Linked DNA regions of Mus musculus: regions 1, 2, 3, 4 and 5 are each linked to region 6. A link is a contact called in public HiCAR-type, HiChIP or PLAC-seq and promoter capture Hi-C data. All regions are on one chromosome and are shown on one strand. Each heading gives the region's core, a stretch centred on a gene start, on an enhancer-like site or on the middle of the called end of the contact. The rest is flanking DNA. Distances are from core to core; before and after follow the strand shown.

The links. Promoter capture Hi-C pulls out the DNA fragments that hold promoters and counts their contacts. HiCAR-type assays count read pairs that join an accessible place to other places. HiChIP or PLAC-seq counts read pairs in DNA pulled down with a chosen protein or histone mark.
Region 1: a promoter capture Hi-C map of pre-B cells shows a contact between it and region 6, with 7 times the contacts expected there. The contact joins the promoter of Cebpd here to the promoter of Parn in region 6. A contact is called at or near these places in 3 of 39 promoter capture datasets (liver and pre-B cells), 1 of 115 datasets of contacts at active chromatin or transcription factors (astrocytes) and 1 of 9 other capture datasets (liver).
Region 2: a contact with region 6 is called in a HiCAR-type map of astrocytes, with 5 times the contacts expected there. The contact joins the promoter of 2610020C07Rik here to the promoter of Parn in region 6. A contact is called at or near these places in 6 of 39 promoter capture datasets (embryonic stem cells, hippocampal neurons, liver and 2 more), 3 of 115 datasets of contacts at active chromatin or transcription factors (astrocytes, cardiomyocytes and embryonic stem cells) and 1 of 9 other capture datasets (adipose tissue).
Region 3: a contact with region 6 is called in an H3K27ac HiChIP or PLAC-seq map of extraembryonic endoderm stem cells, with 10 times the contacts expected there. The contact joins the promoter of Litaf here to the promoter of Parn in region 6. A contact is called at or near these places in 1 of 39 promoter capture datasets (pre-B cells) and 2 of 115 datasets of contacts at active chromatin or transcription factors (extraembryonic endoderm stem cells and stem cell-derived neural progenitor cells).
Region 4: a promoter capture Hi-C map of pre-B cells shows a contact between it and region 6, with 7 times the contacts expected there. The contact joins the enhancer-like site here to the promoter of Parn in region 6. A contact is called at or near these places in 5 of 39 promoter capture datasets (3T3-L1-derived adipocytes, hippocampal neurons, liver and 1 more) and 2 of 115 datasets of contacts at active chromatin or transcription factors (astrocytes and forebrain).
Region 5: a contact with region 6 is called in a promoter capture Hi-C map of liver, with 5 times the contacts expected there. The contact joins the enhancer-like site here to the promoter of Parn in region 6. A contact is called at or near these places in 4 of 39 promoter capture datasets (hippocampal neurons, liver and pre-B cells) and 1 of 115 datasets of contacts at active chromatin or transcription factors (astrocytes).

What each region holds. Positions count from the first base shown.
Region 1 is chr16:15,885,647-15,888,661 of GRCm38.p6, reverse strand. Cebpd (CCAAT/enhancer binding protein (C/EBP), delta) reads right to left here and starts at 1,376. Exons shown (of 1, transcript NM_007679.4): 1 at 1-1,376. The coding sequence starts at 1,337. The coding sequence ends at 531.
Region 2 is chr16:11,202,018-11,204,886 of GRCm38.p6, reverse strand. 2610020C07Rik (RIKEN cDNA 2610020C07 gene) reads right to left here and starts at 1,504. Exons shown (of 3, transcript NR_038156.1): 1 at 1,140-1,504. Rsl1d1 (ribosomal L1 domain containing 1) reads left to right here and starts at 1,595. Exons shown (of 9, transcript NM_025546.2): 1 at 1,595-1,736; 2 at 2,430-2,569. The coding sequence starts at 1,632.
Region 3 is chr16:10,991,804-10,994,888 of GRCm38.p6, reverse strand. It overlaps Litaf (LPS-induced TN factor), which reads left to right and starts at 1,768. Exons shown (of 4, transcript NM_019980.2): 1 at 1,768-1,843.
Region 4 is chr16:11,419,463-11,422,213 of GRCm38.p6, reverse strand. It overlaps Snx29 (sorting nexin 29), which reads right to left. Exons shown (of 21, transcript NM_028964.4): 11 at 1,431-1,510. Among named protein-coding and RNA genes, the nearest start is that of Snx29, 98 kb to the right of the region's middle. Within about 2 kb of position 1,478, at least 53 of the 459 cell types and tissues checked have an H3K27ac peak or open chromatin away from gene starts, as enhancers often do. A contact at or near this core is called in pre-B cells, where this site is marked.
Region 5 is chr16:11,454,986-11,457,909 of GRCm38.p6, reverse strand. All of the region lies in intron 13 of Snx29 (sorting nexin 29), which reads right to left. Among named protein-coding and RNA genes, the nearest start is that of Gm32100, 130 kb to the left of the region's middle. Within about 2 kb of position 1,334, at least 253 of the 459 cell types and tissues checked have an H3K27ac peak or open chromatin away from gene starts, as enhancers often do. A contact at or near this core is called in hippocampal neurons, liver and pre-B cells, where this site is marked.
Region 6 is chr16:13,666,910-13,669,655 of GRCm38.p6, reverse strand. It overlaps Parn (poly(A)-specific ribonuclease (deadenylation nuclease)), which reads left to right and starts at 1,486. Exons shown (of 24, transcript NM_028761.3): 1 at 1,486-1,645; 2 at 2,045-2,122. The coding sequence starts at 1,627.

The sequences.
Region 1 (3,015 bases), core at 127-2,626, 2.2 Mb before region 6:
CTCTGGGATCACACACATGAATTAGTCATGCTTTCCCGTGTTCCTTCCGCGGGCAATAGAGACCGCGAGGAAACGCGTCCATCTCCTTACCCCGTGTGGGCAACGCACCTGGTCGGGTGGCTCCCAGGTGCTTGCTTTTCCCTGGTGAAGTCTCAGTATGTTGTGTGCGGGAGAGAATGAACATAGGAAGCTGCAGCGATTTAAATGCTTCTTTATTCTTACAAATACTGTAAAAATGAATATAAAAAGCATGCGCAGTCTCTTCCTCTTATCTACAAAAGTCTGTCGGAAATGTCTTTTCTACAAATGTACCTTAGCTGCAATGGTAATAAGACGTAGAAAATGCTACCATTATAAAAAATAATTTAAGGGGAAAGATTAATATAGCTTCTCTCGCAGTCCAGTGCCCAAGCTGCAGCTTCCTGTCGCTCGCAGGTCCCAAAGAAACTAGCGATTCGGGCGGCGTCTGCTCCCCGCTGTCGGGGTCTGAGGTATAGGTCGTTCAGAGTCTCAAAGGCCCACGCCGCGCGTTACCGGCAGTCGGCGCCGGTGGGCGGCAGGAAAGGCGGGCTGGGCAGTTTTTTGAAGAACTGCCGGAGGCCAGCCAGGTCCCGGGTGAGCTGCTCCACGCGCTGATGCAGCTTCTCGTTCTCGGCCGACAACTCCACCAGCTTCTGCTGCATCTCCTGGTTGCGGCGCTTGGCCTTGTCGCGGCTCTTGCGCACAGCGATGTTGTTGCGCTCGCGCCGCTGCCGGTACTCCGGGCTGCCGCGGTCCGGACCCCTCTTGCCCGCGCCCTTTTCTCGGACTGTGCCGGGCGCGAGGCTCGGCCCCGGGCTGCCTCGAGGAGGCTCCGGCGAAGTGGGTGGAGTGGGCTGAGCCGCGGCCGCCAAGCTCACCACTGTCTGCGCGCACACCGCCACTTGCGCCGGCAGCAGGGAGCCCGGCGCGTCGCCGTCGCCCCAGTCGGGTTCGCGCTTGAGCGGCCCCCTAGCGACAGACCCCACACCCGGGGGTCGCGTAGGGCCGCCCTGCAGCAGCTCCAGGCCGCCCGCGCCGGCCGCTTTGTGGTTGCTGTTGAAGAGGTCGGCGAAGAGTTCGTCGTGGCACAGCTCTAGGGTGGGCACGGCGGCCATGGAGTCAATGTAGGCGCTGAAGTCGATGGCGCTCTCGTCGTCGTACATGGCAGGAGTCGTGGAGCCCAGCTCCCCCAGATCCCCTGGCTCGGGCCCTCGGCCGGGCTTGTCCACCCTGCCTGGCTCGTAGAAGGCCGCGGGTTCTGTGGGCCAGGGTGTGCCGCGCACCGGGCTGTCCAGGCTGAAAAGCGCGGCGCTCATGGCGGCGTCGGCCGGACCTGGCGTCCAAGTTGGGCTGTCACCTCGCCGGGCCGGACCGCCGCCTTTTCTAGCCCCAGCTGACGCGCACGCCCCGCCCCGGCCCCAGTGGGTCGGAGACCGGAGCGGGGAGGGACTGGGGTGCTGCTGGGAACGACCCGCCCTCTGCCCGCACTCCTTGCCTTCCCTCCTTCCTGTTTGTGCGGTTTGGACCTACTTAGCCGTCCAAGCCTGGAGCGAAATGAAAATCTGGATTTGGCCCCGACACGCGCAAAGCAGGACGCCTTCAGACATAGCAAAGGCGGAACAGGGATCAAGGCTCCGCAGCTCGAGTCCTGGCACCTCCGCCACGAGACCAGAACTAGTGAACCGTGGTTCGCGGACCCGGGCCTCAGCCTCCGGCGGTCCAGAGTGAGCGCAGCCAGTGGGAGCCTCCTGAAATTCGAACCCTCTCCAGCTACACCTCTCGGAGTGCCCAGGCCCAGCTGCCGTCGAGGTTAGGTTCAGCAACAGAGCCTGATAGACGGACAGATCAACCGGGCTCCCCGCTGACCACAAAGCCAACGGAAGAGTGATGGCCACCCTAACCGCGGTGCGTTTCTCCGCACCTGACAGCGGATCTTGGGTGCTCTGGCATTTCTTCTTGGTTATTAAAGCTGTGCCACCTGGTGGTAGCATAGCATCTTGCTGTTTCTTTTTCTTGCAAATTGTACCCAAAAGGGATATTATTCTGAAATTGTGGCTTGCTGAGAGAAAGCTAAGATTTACATCAGTACTCACAAAGAGGTGTTAAGTTGCCAGCTCTTCAAAATTCGTGAAAAGATGAAGAGAAATTTCAACCCCAGCTACTCAAACCTGATAGGCTAGGTGGGTAGTTGAACCCCAGGAGTTCAAGTGCCTGATGGCCTGTCTCAAGCAAAAGTCAAGAAAATCATCTGTCCAAATTCAGATGTGTCCCTCATATCCCTCCCCTAATTCATTCCGATTCACCAGGTGTTCTGACAACAAACATCAGCTGATTTACACAGAGCAGCCTAGCTCCTACCTTCAGTTCCTGAGGAAAATCCTAATGAGGGGCTGTGGAATATTTAATGGCTTTTTTTGGAAAAAAAAGGTAAACACAGCCTTGGAATTTCATAATGATCAGTGATGTTTATAAATGGCATATGATGTTGCTATTGTAACTAATTGCCTCTGGGGTTAAAGCCAGCGCACATGTGATATGCATGCACAGGAAAACCCTAGGAGACGTTCGTGGTTCTTAGCCCTGGATGCCATAGAAGCATGATTAGAGAACACGTGTTTATCCCTCAGAGAGACCACATTCCGAGGCTGTTTTCAGTGAGACAACATGCTTGTTTTGATACCTGGGTCCACTCACTACGTTTATGAAAAGTTGTGTTTACAAGACAGCGGGGCCAATTAGAATGTCTCAGAAGGACAGGCTACCGTGGCCACTATTGGGCCGCACCTGAAAGCTCTGTGTATTCAGAAACCCGCCAACCAGTGCGTACTTTTCAATTTTCCAGAAATGGAGAAAGGCAACATGACAGAACAACAAAGCATGAATATAGTGTGACATTTGAGAGCTGTTAAAGTTTAGCCCCTGTGACAGTCATTTGTGATCCTTTCATGACTGTTCCCACACACTGTGCCAATCTCAAGGACCTTTCCTAGCACC
Region 2 (2,869 bases), core at 255-2,754, 2.5 Mb after region 6:
GTACTGCTTGCTCTTCCAGAAGACTACAGTTTGATTCTCAGCATTCGCACGGTGGTTTCCAACCATCTGTAATTCTAGTTCTAAGAGGATCTACACTAGCACTTCCCACATGTGGTGTACAGATACACAGGCAAGTAAAACATATACATAAAATAAAAAAGCCCTACTCCCAGCACTGGGAGGCAGAGGCAGGCAGATTCCTGTGAGCTAAAGGTCAGCCTGGCCTACAAAGTGAGATCCAGGGCAGCCAGGGCTGTTACACAGAGAAACCCTGTCTCGAAAAACCAAAAACGTCTGGTTCTCAAACTTGAATACAGGCAAGAGAACACCTAAGACCACCAATGCTCTTTGGAGTGTGTTAGCCTGCATACCTCAAGCCCAGTGTAGCAAGTCACTGCAATATGTTAAAAGTCCATCTTATACTAGATTCTAAATAGCCAAGTAGAAGCAGGTGCCAAGGACTTGTATTCTACAAGTTAAATTAGGACAAGGTCCTCCCTCAACAGACACTAGCAGAGCATGGTCCCTTCACAGGAGCACTTTTGGAAGACATCTGACAATGGAGAGCATTTTATTCCCACACAGCTAGCTGAACCTGTCACTATCCTTAACATTCACATAAAAATTTCTAAATAAATTATGTAACTGTGCCGGTACAAGGTGGGGGCAGGGGACTCGCTCACTCTTGTAAATCTAGCATCTGAGACGTAGAGGAGGAGGCTCACTCGGGTAACCCTGGGTGATATAGGAAGAGTTTGACTTAAGTGGGGGCGTATTGGTGGATGCTTTTAATCCTAGCACTCTGAAACCTGAAGCAGGAGGATCTCAGTGAGTTCGAGGTCAGACCTGTCTATATAGAGTTCCAGAATAGCCAGAATTGCCATAATAGAGACCCTGTCTCAATAATAGAGACCCTGTCTCAATAATACTCTGTCTCAATAGAGGCTCTGTCTCGAACTAATCGAAAATAAAAACTGGTGGTACTATTGAGAGCTCCCTGAACTGACTGAGAACAACCTCGAATACGGGGTATTGGGCACGGTCACCACAGTGGGCATGCTTGGCAACTACTCATAGGACGTTCTGGCGTATTCTCTCCTACACTAAAGTTATCCCTTCACACTCACGCAAGGTCTTACCTGGGCCGAAGCTCCTGAGAGACCGACTCATTTTTTCGTTTCTCGCGCAGCATCCCGCGCCTAGCGTTGGCAGTTTCTCTTTATTTCCTGGGAATACCACCAATTTGGGGAAACCGACGCCTGAAGCCAGAAAGGAATGGAGGAGCCACGGCTTCCCGCTCTGCAGAAGACAGCACGGGATTGAAGAGAGGGCTTTAGTCTCTCCTTAGGGCGCTCGCTCGGTGTCCTCCGGAAGGAGCGACAGGGTTTTTCAGGCCTGCAGCCTTAGAAAGAGTCGGAGGCAAAGGAGATGCTGCCGCTAGAATAACTCTGGGCACAGTCTACGACCGCAACACCATCTACCCAAGAGGGCGGGCCCAACATCTAATTTCGCGCCTCGCCGGAAATGACGTGATACCCCTCCCCCTCGCAGTGTTACTGACTGCTTTCCGGTTCCGGGCCTCCGGGCTGCGCATGAGCTCTGACTTCTACAGGCCTTCCACACGAGGCGACATGAAGGGCTCTGCGTCCGAATCTCCCAGTGCCTCGGTCGCTGAGGCGACCACCACCGACGTGCAAGTGACCCCGACCGCTCTTTTACAGCTGGACAGAGAGCAGGCGAGTGGCTTTTGGGGACGACGATTCGGGAAGCAGGGTGGTTAGGACCCGCGTTCGGCGCAGGGTGTGGGGCGAGAGGCTGGAAATGAAGTGGGCCCGCGACCGCGTGGGCTCTCCGGAGCTCGAGGCTGGCCTCTGGGAACGCACCCAGCGGGCTCGCTCTTCTCACACTTCTGGCCTGTTTGCCTCCTGTGGAAAGCGGGCTTCTGCGCTCGGTTCTGCAGCATCACAGGTCATGTGTCCGTGCACAAAGTGTTGGTAGCAGGGCCAACGCGCCTTTCCTGACCGCTTCCTTTCTCATAGAGGGCAGGAGAAGCTTCCGAATAGTCCTCTTACGTAGAAAGGACAACCTGTAAACAGATTTTGGAAGCAAGTCCTTAGATGTTTTAGACGGGTTCTTACATTGCAATGGGTACAAATTGTAATATCCCGATACGCTGATGAAATTTGCCCAATAGAAAGAGGAGCGCCAGGCTTTGTGGCGCACGCCTTTAATCCCAGCACACGGGAGACAGGCGAATCTTTTGAATTCGACGCCAGCCTGGACTAAGTATTCCAGGTTGGCCAGAGCTATATAGGAAAACCCTCTCTTGAAACGCCCCCCGCCCCCCAAAGGAGCAAAGGAAGCAGATATGTCTGTGTGGGAGCAATTAACATAGATTGAGAAAATTAACTTATTCTCTGTCTCTGCAGATTAGAAAGGCAGTGGAAGTAATATCTAATCGCTCAAAGTCCAAAAAAAACAATAATGAATTGCTGTTGAGTGGGAGCGAAAATTTATTTTTAATGGTGATATTATGGAAAATTCCAGAGAAAGAACTTCGGGTCAAAGTGTAAGTAATTATTTATCTCTTGAGAGTTGTTTGGTTGGATTTTTTTGTTTTTTGGCTGTTTTTTTTTTTTAACATTTATTTATTTTATGTATGTGAGTATACTGTTGCTGTCTTCAAACACACCAGAAGAGGGCATCAGACCTCATTACAGATGGTTGTGAGCCACCATGTGGTTGCTAGGAATTGAACACAGGATCTCTGGAAGGGCAGTCAGTGCTCTTAACCGCTGAGCCATCTCTCCAGCCGCCCACCCCCTTTAATTTTTAAAACTCAGAGTGTGAGTGTAAGAATGTGGGCCAC
Region 3 (3,085 bases), core at 519-3,018, 2.7 Mb after region 6:
TTTACATATCCACTGATCTGTTGACCACTTGGGTTTTTATTTTCTTCAGCTTTGGTGAACAGCAGGGCCCACAGCAGTCTTGTACAGACTTACACGTTGGAACACTTGTTTTCAGTTGTGTGTGCCACCTGGAATCAGAACAGCAGCTGCACCCTCTCACGTGTACCAGCAGTGCACCAGGGAGAGCATTTCTTCCCTTCCCTTCCAACGTTATTACACATAAGCACACATGCACAGATGCGTGTAGACAGGCCAGAGGCCAATGTCACATGACTTTTTCAATTGTTCTCTGTGTTTATTTTTTTAATTAAAAAAAATTTAAGGGAGAGCTTGAACCCAGTCTGTATCCCAACTACTCGTCCCATACCACACATTAAGCATTTGAGGTACCCATGTTTGGGGAAACCCTAGGAACAGCATGTGAGGAATACAATGGATAAGCCTCACCCAGGGAAAAGCAATTACATGACCATAATATGGTATTTCCTTTGCCAGGTGTGCTCCATTATACTTTTTGGTATAGAATCTCAATTGAACCAAGGCTCTCCAGTTCTGTAGTCTGGCTGCCAGCAAACAACAGGGATCTTCCTATCTCTCCCATCCCAGCACCGAAATTACAGAGGAGGATTTAGGAGGCAGGGCCTATCTGCTAAGGGTGGCCATTGAAGGTTAACTCTATTCCTTGTCTCTGATCACTCCCTCTTCTCCAGCCTGGTCTACTGTAATGTGAGTAGCATCGGCATAGCTTCAGCTGCCATAATCTCAACAGCTTTGCCAAATCTTTCCCACGGAGATGGACTGAAACCCTCTCACACTGTGACCCAAAATAAACCTTTTCTTCCTGCAGCCTTTTCTGTCTGCTACTGTGCTCACATTAAAGCAAGGGGATAAAATGTAAGCCATGCATGGTAACATACACTTTTAGCCTCAGCACTAAGGAGACAGAAGCAAGCAGATCTCTGTGAATTCAAGGCCGGGTGGGGCTACACAGTGAAACACTACTGTGAGCTTGTGTGCGCTCACGTGTGCGTGCACCCCCCCACCCCCCCCACACATGTACGTTGTAAGAATGTTTTTTTTTTTTTGTATGTGTGGGATGAGTTGAGACAGGGTCTCATTGTGTATCTGAGGTTGGCTTCAAACTTCCTATGTCTCTCAGATTAGCCACATTTTTTTTGAGAAACTGTTCAGCCGTAAAATGTGCTGGGCTTGTGGCACTATACTCATTTATGGGCCGCTGGGTATGAACCCTGTTTTCATGCATGCTAATGTTAGCCCTCTAACAGCTGAACTGCAGTCTGGCTAGTTTTTGTTTTTTTGAGACTGGTCTCACTATAAAGCCTTAGCTTGCCTGGAACTGTTTTAGATCAGGCCGATCTTGAATATACGCCTCTACCCTCAGTACTGTTCATCATATAATTTTATTCAAATTATAAACTTTCATCAGCTACATAACATACAAATGTTGTCTCCCATTCTGTAGGTTGTCTTTATGCCTTGACTTTGGTGGAGGTGTAGTTGTGGCTGTTAGAAACAAAGAATAATCTCTCCCCTCCCTCTCCCAGGCCTCGCGGCTCCAGAGTCCGCCTCCCGCCCGACCTTTTGGCCCCGCCTCCGCGCGCCCCGCCTCTCGCCAGCCCACTCAGGTCGTAGCTTCATCCCTACTCCTCCTGCCTCAAGGCTGTTACTCCTCCCCTCCTAGACCCCACCCCATCTGGCCCTTTCCAGCAAGCCACGCCCCGAAACATCTCCGCCCCCGGCTCGCCCTGCCTCCCCGGAGCCCTCCCGGCCCGCGCGCGCGGCCAGAGCAGACCTCCCGGCTCGACTGGCGGCGCGGGCAGCGGTGAGTGCGGCCCTGCTGGGTGCCCGGTGGGGAACACCAGATTCGGGGCGCTGGGCACGGGGCGGCAACAGAGGCGAGGGTCGGGCTTTGCCACCTGCCTAGAGTCCCGGGGCACCGCGCTCTCCTTGGGGGGCGAGCAGGGATGTCGTGGGACCCGGGGTGGCGCGCTCTGGGCGGGATTGAGGGCGAGGGGTCCCAGCAGTGCGGTTGTGTTTGGTTCTCAGTCTCGGACTACCCAGCTTCCGTCCGAACCTCACCAAATGATGCCCCTCGGGCTTATAGGAAAAGGCGCGACTTTCTCTAGTAACCTTTAGTATCTAAGTTGCGATTTGGAGAACGCCCCTGTGTGTACTCTGAAAGCAAAAGCGAATAGAGAAAAAGTAGAGTAACTTTCCAGATGCTCTTTAGCTGTTCCGGGCCCACGCGTCTTTTGCTCTTATCCCTGTGAGTTTCACACGGGTTCCCAGACCGGTGCGAGCGTATCGGAGAGCAGGGGAACTTCAGGATCGCGGAGTCTAGAGCCCAGGCGAAGGAGGACGTGACCCCCGCCTGTCCTGCCAGCCCAGTTCTTACTTCCCAGTGGTTTCCAGGTCCGTGTGGGTCTAGACGGTGCTTTTGATCGTCATTCGGTATCGTGCCCCCAGCTTTCCGTTGAGGTTTAAGAGGAAGAGGTGAGGAGAGCATGGGTGTGTTTTAGAAAGGGTCGTTTGGACATTCCCTACCTAATACTTTGTCGGGTTTGTGCTTCCGGAGAGTGAAGCTGATGTCATTCTCTGTTGGACTGAGCGGTAGTCATTGGGAAATAGTTTGTGGAAGTCACGGGGCTCTCTAAGCTCATCCCCTTTTTGCTGTTTTGAGACGGTCTTAGATAGTCCAGGCTAGCATCCCAACTCCATATGTAGCTGAGGCTGGTCCTGGACTTTTCTGCCTCCACAGTGTTGAAATTACAGGGTTGTGCCACTGAGCCGCTCCTCCAGCCTTTTCTGAATTAAACCGTCCTCCCCTGAGTGAGCTGAAGCTGGTTCAGGGACTCCTGGACTCCATATTGGAGTCCTTTGAAGGAAAATCATTTCTACCACTAGGTGCTTGCCTCCTCTTCTGCCCTCCGCTCCAGCCTTCTCAGATTGGCTCTTTTAAAGTAGAACTAATGCAGAGAGAAAGGAGCTGAGTGGTATCACTAATTCCTCCAGCGATTGGCTTTATCAGTTGGATCAGGATCCAGAGGGTGTGTCGCTTGCCTTG
Region 4 (2,751 bases), core at 229-2,728, 2.2 Mb after region 6:
CCCAGAGTCAAATGGCCCACCAATGTGGGCCTTTCCTTCAGAAGGTTGGCTGGGAATTCCTGATAGGTCTCAAGCCAAAGATGACCAGAAACAACTAGGATTAATTTCTAAAAAAAAGAGATGAATGAAAATAAAACGGGCTGAGTCCCTGCTGCAGGCACAGCTCAGAGGTATCACAAGAATGTCCTCATGGGAAAGGAACTGACCAAGCTGGTGGCTTTGTCAGGGATGGAAATGGCTTGGGAGGCTCAGAGGCAAGATCCATGGCAGCCCCCAGAGAACCAATTCACCTGCTCCATACCCCACACTGGAGAGAGGCTGAGAAGGGCTCTGGGAACCATGCCTGGCCACTAGGAGAAGGTGACAGACAAGTCGTCCTCACATAGACCTAAGTATCTGTTCAGCCCTGCACAGCAACAGAACTCACACTAGCAGTTCCTGCTCTGCAGCCAGAGGACTGTGGGAAACCTCAGCTCATAGGGAACATGGCTCTGGAGAGTGTTCACGTAAACAGAAAGGTCCAGGCTTGGAGATCTAGGAGATCCGTGTGGAAGTTTCTATGTCACCTCAGATAACTAATGCATTTCCAAGCAGAAATGGCATCCTGGGGTGATGTTAAAGGGGCCTGGAACTTCTCTGGATAAAGTTACTCTCCATCTGACATCACCACTATGGGCTCAAGGTTTGTTGTACTTTGGTGTTTGAAGGAAATGTTAATTTTTACCCAAAGGCTGATGAGGAAAAAAGGCATAATTTTTACACTATCCAAGTGTTGATCTCTGAATGTGATATGGAAACAGAAAGCCTGCCCTCTGCCCCTCTCCTTCCTGCCATTAGGGGTAGGAACGAAATGGCCAGAGCTCAGAAAGCAAAGACAACAGCTAGTCAGGAAAAGGAAGAGCCCTGGCCTCTGATGACCATGGAGTCTCATGCTAGCCCACTCTGCCAACCCCAGTCAGGGCACCGGCCCCAATCCCAACTGACCTAGTCATTGAACATCTATCTTGTTAAACAATTGCTGGTGTGGGTGTGGGTGTGGGTGCGGGCCATCACACACACACTCTTCATTGCCGTGTCCCTAATACTTCCCTCTGAAGCTGGAAATGATTTGCACCACCTGTCATTAGAATATGTCATCAGCAAAACTGATTTGTCCAGAGTCACAAGGAAAGTCAGAAGACAGCCTTACTCTGGCTGCACACAGAAGGTAGCTTAGAAACCGCAAGGCACAGAAGGTTCCTTGCATCCTTTAGCAGATTCACCCCCATGCACCACAATCCGGCCATAGTCTGGAAGCTTACAGCGATACCACGATCAGGTGCACAGAAAGCAAACACTCACTAACTTCATGCTCACTTCAAAGCCCACACCTGCACAGGATAAGCACAGGTGCCCTGCTGGCACACATGCCAGCCTCTGAGAGTACTTACGGACTGTCATGGACTCAGGCACTGAGGCAGAAGGTAGCAAGCTGCTCAGAGGACTTCCTTGGCCTGGAGAACTGGCTTCCCTACTGGGAGGAAGTAGACAGAAGGAAGTTACACTCATCCCAAAATGCAACTTCAGTGTTCACAACACTCTCAGGCAAAACGTTTCCCCAGGAATCTACTGGAAAAACAATGAAGCTGCTCAGCAGATGTCTGAAATTTACTGGTAACTCCAAAACCAATCCAAACACCCTCTGGAAGCCGCTCACTCACGAGGGAAGAGTTAGTCACTCAGTGGGCATGTGTGCAGCTGGGTCAGACAGGAAACCACTGCCTTCCTCTTCCAACTCGTGTACACACGCGTGAACACACGTCCTTTCAGTAGTCTACTTTGTCACATTCTTATGGTTTGTATTGTCACTTTCCCTAGTTAGAATAGTCTCCAGGTCCATGTTCCCAGTACAAGGGCCCCACATATTATGTAAGCTTCATTCAGACAAGCATGAAATATCACTGTCCAATGTCAACAAGTCAACAGTGTTTGTTTCTGATGGTCTCTCATGGATCCTGGGCTGGAATTTTCTATGTGACTGTCTTAGTCAGGGTTTCTATTCCTGGACAAAATATCATGACCAAGAAGCAAGTTGGGGAGGAAAGGGTTTATTCAGCTTACACCTCCAAACCACTGTTCATAGCCAAGGAAGTCAGGGCTGGAACTCAAGCAGGTCAGGAAGCAGGAGCTGATGCAGAGGCCATGGAGGGATGTTCTTTACTGGCTTGCTTCCCCTGGCTTGCTCAGCCTGCTCTCTTATAGAGCCAAGACTACCAGCCCAGAGATGGTCCCACCCACAAGGGGCCTTTCCCCCTTGATCACTAATTGAGAAAATGCCTTACAGTTGGATCTCATGGAGGCATTTTCTCAACTGAAGCTCCTTTCTCTGTGATAATCCAGCTGTGTCAAGTCGACACAAAACTAGCCAGTACAGTGACCAAAGATGATTTTGAACTTCTGATCCTTCTGTCTTCGCTTCCCAAGTTTTATATGGTGCTGGGGATCAAACCCAGAGCTCTATGCATGCTATGCAAGCATTCTCCTACAGCTGAGCTACATCTCTTGTAGATTCTAAACAAGATGCCTTTAAATGAGGACACACAGAGAGGCAGGTTATGCATTATCAGTGAATATAGAAATGCCATAACAACAGGTTCCAGCATCCCCCTGTAAGCAGGCTGGTGCTCAGAGAGGCTCAGAGAGCATAATGCGGGCAGGTAACTGGACTGCATGCATATCTACAATCAATTTCTAATGTGAATAATAGCACTG
Region 5 (2,924 bases), core at 85-2,584, 2.2 Mb after region 6:
TATCAGCATTAACTCTTGCAAAAAAATCTATAAGAGTAAGACTGTTTCACCCTGGCTTTCCAAAGGAGAAGCATTAGGCACTAAGTGGCCATCTGCCATCCCACATCCACTGGGAACAGAGGCTCCTATGTAAATAAGTATTTCCTTAAATGGTGCCTGAGGCACCTCCCTCTACCCCAGCCTCAGACAGAGCTGACAATGGTAGCACACTCTTGTAATCCTAATATTTTCAAGGCTGAGGCAATGGGACTCTGAGTTCAAGGCCAGCCTAGGTTATACACTAAGTTCAAGAACATCAAGAACAACCTGGGCTATCTACCAAGCTTCTGCCAAAACAAAAACAAAAACCAAACAAACCCAAAGACTAAAGTAAACTGACGCAAAACTAATCCCACCCCTGCCCCACATCATGCCACACTTACACCTGAGCATGGCTGGCGCACAGAATCACTCAGCCAAATGTTTAACATCTGTGTCTATACACCCCATCCCACCCCACCCACCCCTCTTCAATTTAAACACATAGGCTCACGCAGCCATGCTCTGTTCATTTCTAACTGATAAAGCTTACCACAAAACAGCTGCTCTTTGAAGAGTTAACAAATGAACAAGGTAAACTACAGAGCCTGGAAGAACTCCGGCAGCACCAGACTACAGGTGAGCAGTTTCCACTGAGACAGATCTTTGCCTATCCTGATGCTTGGGCCTAACACACAAGTCCCGACTTATACATGGATTCCCCTGCTCTCAGCTGCAAGTTAGGGACCTGGGGCTGCTGCTGAGCATGGAGCAAAGGTGGGACTCTCAGCTCATCACACCAGACAAGTGACTCGTCCAGTAGCCTGAATGAGGGAGGCAGAGGGAAGGGTGACTGGACACAGTAGGTGCTCAGAAGATCACGTGGGGAATCAGGTCAAGAGGATGACTAAACATACATTCTGCAGTGTTTCTGCCAATGGTCCTGAGAAAAAGGACAAGGGAAAAGGCTGAGGCAGGGATTCTCTTGGTGGCAATGCTGCCCCCTTCAGGTGTGGGATAAGTAGGCATGCCTGGCGGCATAGTCAGGCCAAAATGTAGAGTAGGCTGAAGACACCATTCCTTCTGAGAGGCTGGGGCAGTACACAGTGCTGGCTCGGCCTCCTAGGGCCATCTGTAGGAGACTGGTGTAGAATCTGAACCTGGAGCCGCCTCTCACAGATGCTGACAGCCCTTCTCCTCTGGGGTCTGCTGCACTCTGCATTTTCATTCCGTATTTGCTATAAACAGCCACTCTGGTCCTCCCTCTCTATGTGCAAGCTGTGGACCAGGAAGTGCTTTATAAGCTGTGGGTTGGGCCTTATTCGCCAGATACTGAGGCCTAGTGAGGAAGTCTGAGTCTTTGCTCTAGTTTAGAGACCTGTCTTGCTCACTTCCGTACTGGAGTGACTCAGCACTTTCTGCTTAAGCCTGCCTTTGCCTAGCTACCACTGATGTAGAATAACTTTATTGGCTCTGTCAGTCACCCTATACCCTACGGCATCCTTCCCCGCCCTCTACATCATCTCACCTCACCAAAAATCCCCACCTCTTTCTTCAACCCTATATAAAGGAAAGACTGCTACAATAAAACAAGTTCCTGCTCTGACAGACTCCCGGCCTGGGTGTGTTTGTTTTGGGCTGCAACAGTCACCATCCCACTCAGCCCTGGAGAGACTAGGCTGGCCCTGCCAGCAGAGAGCTGGCATCTGTGGTTCACTCTGTCCCAGAACTATCCTAACCAATGTAGAACAGAGTCTGCTTCTATTATGAATGGCTTCTTGTTCATTTCTCTTTCACATAAACTATAAGCTAGCTTCCTAAATCACTTGTGTTATATGTATGTTATATTAGTTATGGACATTAGGAGTGTCACCAAGAATGTTTACAAAAAAGGAACAGCAAATCTGCTAGCATGAAGTCCAAAGACGGCAAAATAGATGACTAACAAGGTCACTAGAGGTCACAGTTTGTGAGACATAAACCACAGAAAGCAGCCAGAGGAGGTAGCATAGTGTACTCACTCCTGTCAGATTCCACTGAGGGCTGTCGGCCCAACGCCACTAATACATTAATTTGGAACATCTAAAGCACCTAAATGGGATGGGGAGGAATCACCATGGGAAGTCTACAGTCACTGCTGCCCATCTAGGGAAGTCCTCTCCAGCCCCACACTCACTCCTGCAGTTCAGAAAGGAAAGGATGCCACCTCCTGGATACAGGGAGCGTTGATCTGGGCCTGAGAGCAAGAGATGCCTGCTGCTGGGGAGACGAGGTGAAGTGGCTGGGCACAGCACAGCCATGGTCTGTTACAGATCCTCTAGTCACCATGAGAGAAGATCAAACCTGATAATGAAGCCAACTGCAAGAAAAAGGATAGAGAGATGTGGAGAAACAGGTCTCCTTCACAGCAGGAGTTCCCTAGCCACTCCACTGCCCTTCTTCAGAGGCCTCTAAGTGGGCTTCTGTCATCCATGAATGCTCTCACTAGCTAAAGCTAAAGTAGAAGGGATTTCCAGAAAGCTTCACTTCCCAAATGGTGAGCAAAATAGTCTTGGAACAGGTAACAAGCAAGTCCAAGAGCTCCCTAGAACTGAGCTATAACTAAGAAGAGCCCAGTGGGCATTCCTTGGAGATAACTTGGGTCAGGTCACACCACCACTAGCCCCACAACACTTCCCTCCCTCACCAGACCAACTTCACTGAGACCTATTTGAGCCAGGCATTACGTCAGCGGTAAGAAAAACCAGGTGAGCACAAGAGCATGCCCCTCCTGAGGAAGCCTCTGGCCTAAATTTGAGCCTTTGGTGGCAGTACGCTATTGTCACTGCTAGTAGTAACTGTTGTGCAATGCTGGTGCCTGAGCATGAGCACCACGGAGAGCCCTTACCTGGGTAGGTCAGGAGATG
Region 6 (2,746 bases), core at 237-2,736:
GCTGGGACCAGCAAGTCTAAGGTTCTAGTACTTGTTCAGTCTCACAAGGCTGGATGTCTAAGTTGGTCTTTTGGAAGGAGGGCCTCAATGCCAGTGAAGGAATGGACTTCCTACAGGGTAAGCAGGCAAAGAGTAAGCGCTTCCTTCTTCCAGGTCCTTACATAGGCTGCCAGCAGAAGGTTGGCCCAGATTAGAGTTGTGTCTTCCTACCTCAAGATCTAGATTAAAGGTGTGTGTCTTCTTGCCTCAAGATCTGGATTAAGCATGTATGTCTTCCTACCTCAGAGGTCTGGACTAGAAGTGAATTCACTCACTGTAAATCAAGCAGGAAATCTCTCACAGGTGTGCCTTCCATTTCTGAATTGTAGCTTAGTACAGATATTGTCAAGTTGACACCCAAGAATAGCCATCACACGGGGTCTCATTTACTCTTTGGAGGATAAATATTGGAAAGATTACAGTTGTTAACAGCCAACTATCTAGCCCCTGTGAACACTTTATCTCTGGAATAAGCCAGCAGGGGCTGGCTAACAAAATCCTGAAACTCTTTGAGGTGAGCTGAATGTAGGGCTGGAGAGATGGCTCAGAGGTTAAGAGTACTTGCCACTTTTGTAGAGTGTTAGGTCACAAAGTAGGCTCCCAAAAATGGCTCTGCCTTTTCTGATTACCTAACACTCTCTGCTGCAGAATTTTGCTCTTTATCTCCATAGCAACTATCATGTTTCCAAGTAGCAAGTCTGATGTCTGCCTGGCTTTTTTTTTTTTTTCTTCTTATCCAAGTTTTACGCTGCAATGGGACAACCACCATGATTTGTCATCACAGTGTCTCTCTTCTACCAGAGTGGCATAGAACCGGAACTCAGTCAATATGGGGCATAGAGATGGTTCCGTGGGTAAGAGCACTTGCTGTGGAGTCATCCAGACTCATGGACAAATCCCCAGCACCCATGAAAAAAAAGCTAGGCACAGCCCTGCAATCTTGTAAACCCAGTGTTGGGAGTCAGAGACTGGCATTTTAGGCGCCACTCCGGCTGAAACAAGTTCAGTCAGTGAGAGAGACCCTGTCTCAAGGAAGGTGGAGAACAAGAACAGCCACGGGAGGTCCTTCTTTGCTTACTACTAGTGATCACCGACCGCCACACAAATGCGCACGTATACTTCTCCAACACTTTACCCCACAAATTAAGCAAGAATTATATATTTGTATATATAAAATTAATTTAAAAATTTTTAGACAGACTCTCATTATGTTCCCTAAGCTGGCCTCGAATTTGCAAATTCTCCTGCCTCATCCTTCTCAGACTGGAATTATAGACCCAGGGGAAACCAGTCCATATGTCTCTTGATCAACCAGGTTCAGGACAGGAAACTTCTCCAACATATGGGCCAGGCCTTGAGACTTTGATAGCAATGCCCCTTTTTCCTTTCTAGGCAGCCCGGAGGGCCCGGGCTCCGCCCCTAACGTGACACAGATCTGACGCAGGCGCAGCGGCGCGCGCTGTTTCCGGAAGTGTCCTGTGCTGTTTCGTGGCGGCCTCCGACATCCCCACGCTGCTTTTGCTGCGGAACTCTGCGCGTGGACCGGCGTCAGCCTGGGCGGGGCCAAGGTTCCGTCTGCGCCGCAGGATGGAGATAATCCGGAGCAGTGCGTGTCCGCCGCACAACCCCCATCCCTGTCCTCAAGCCCACCTAGCGTGCTAGGCCCAGACCTCTCGAGTTTAGCGGGGCCCGGGACAAGTCAGTCCCGCCGGGCAATACTTCCTCTGAAAAGCGGTGCTGCTGGTGGGACTTGTCGCTCTGCAAAGCGTGCACCTTTGGCATCCATGCCTTTCTTTTCCCTGCTCACCTGCTCAGGGCTAGCCCTTTTCAGTCGTGCATACTTTATCTAGTGACCCCTGGAGGAGGTGTCCCTTGTGGTCCTTGAACACTTATTCCGCTTCTCCGATGCCCCGGGAGCTCCTCCGGCCCTTTCTCCCATCTCCCTTTAGTTGGTGGGCAGGAAGGCAGGCCACCTGTTCTGAGCCTTTTCTTGGTTTCTCTGCAGATTTTAAGATTAATCTTCACAAAGTGTACCAGGCCATAGAGGAGGCTGACTTCTTCGCCATCGATGGGGAGTTTTCAGGTATCACTCCCTTGAAAGCTCTGGGCTTACACCTTGTATTGCAAAGGCTCCCTGCCTCCTTCCTCACTGGTCATGGCAAAAGCCTGGGAGAGATGTGGTTTTGTGGTTGGTCAGGGCGTGAGATTTTTGGATAGAGATTATGGTTCTGGTGCTGTTTAAACTAATTTAGGTGTATATGGTTAAAAAGCAGGGGGTTTAGGTTGAGGTCTTTTTCCTGTGACAAAATACACCTATCCAAGTTTATCATTTCGAAATGCACACACTACACACACACACAAATATGTATATGTATATGATGAGTGGAGGCCAGAGGTTGTTTTTGGGTAGCTTATGTTTAAAATAAGTTTTCAACGTGTTTCTCTTGTTGAATCTAGAGCTGGGTATTTTACTAAGATGGCTGGCCAGCAGGCCCCCCGAATCTGTCTCTCCTACAAGATCCATGCTGGGGTTACAGGTGCCAGGATGACAGCTGTGGGGTCCTGTTACTGTGTGCTGACATGCTCAGTTTTTATATGGTGAAGGTCCAAACTCAGGTCCTCGTGTTTGCATGGCAAGCACTTTACGCTTCAAGACATTTCCTAGCTCTATTGCATTTGTTCTTAAGTGGTTTTGGAATTTGGTAGC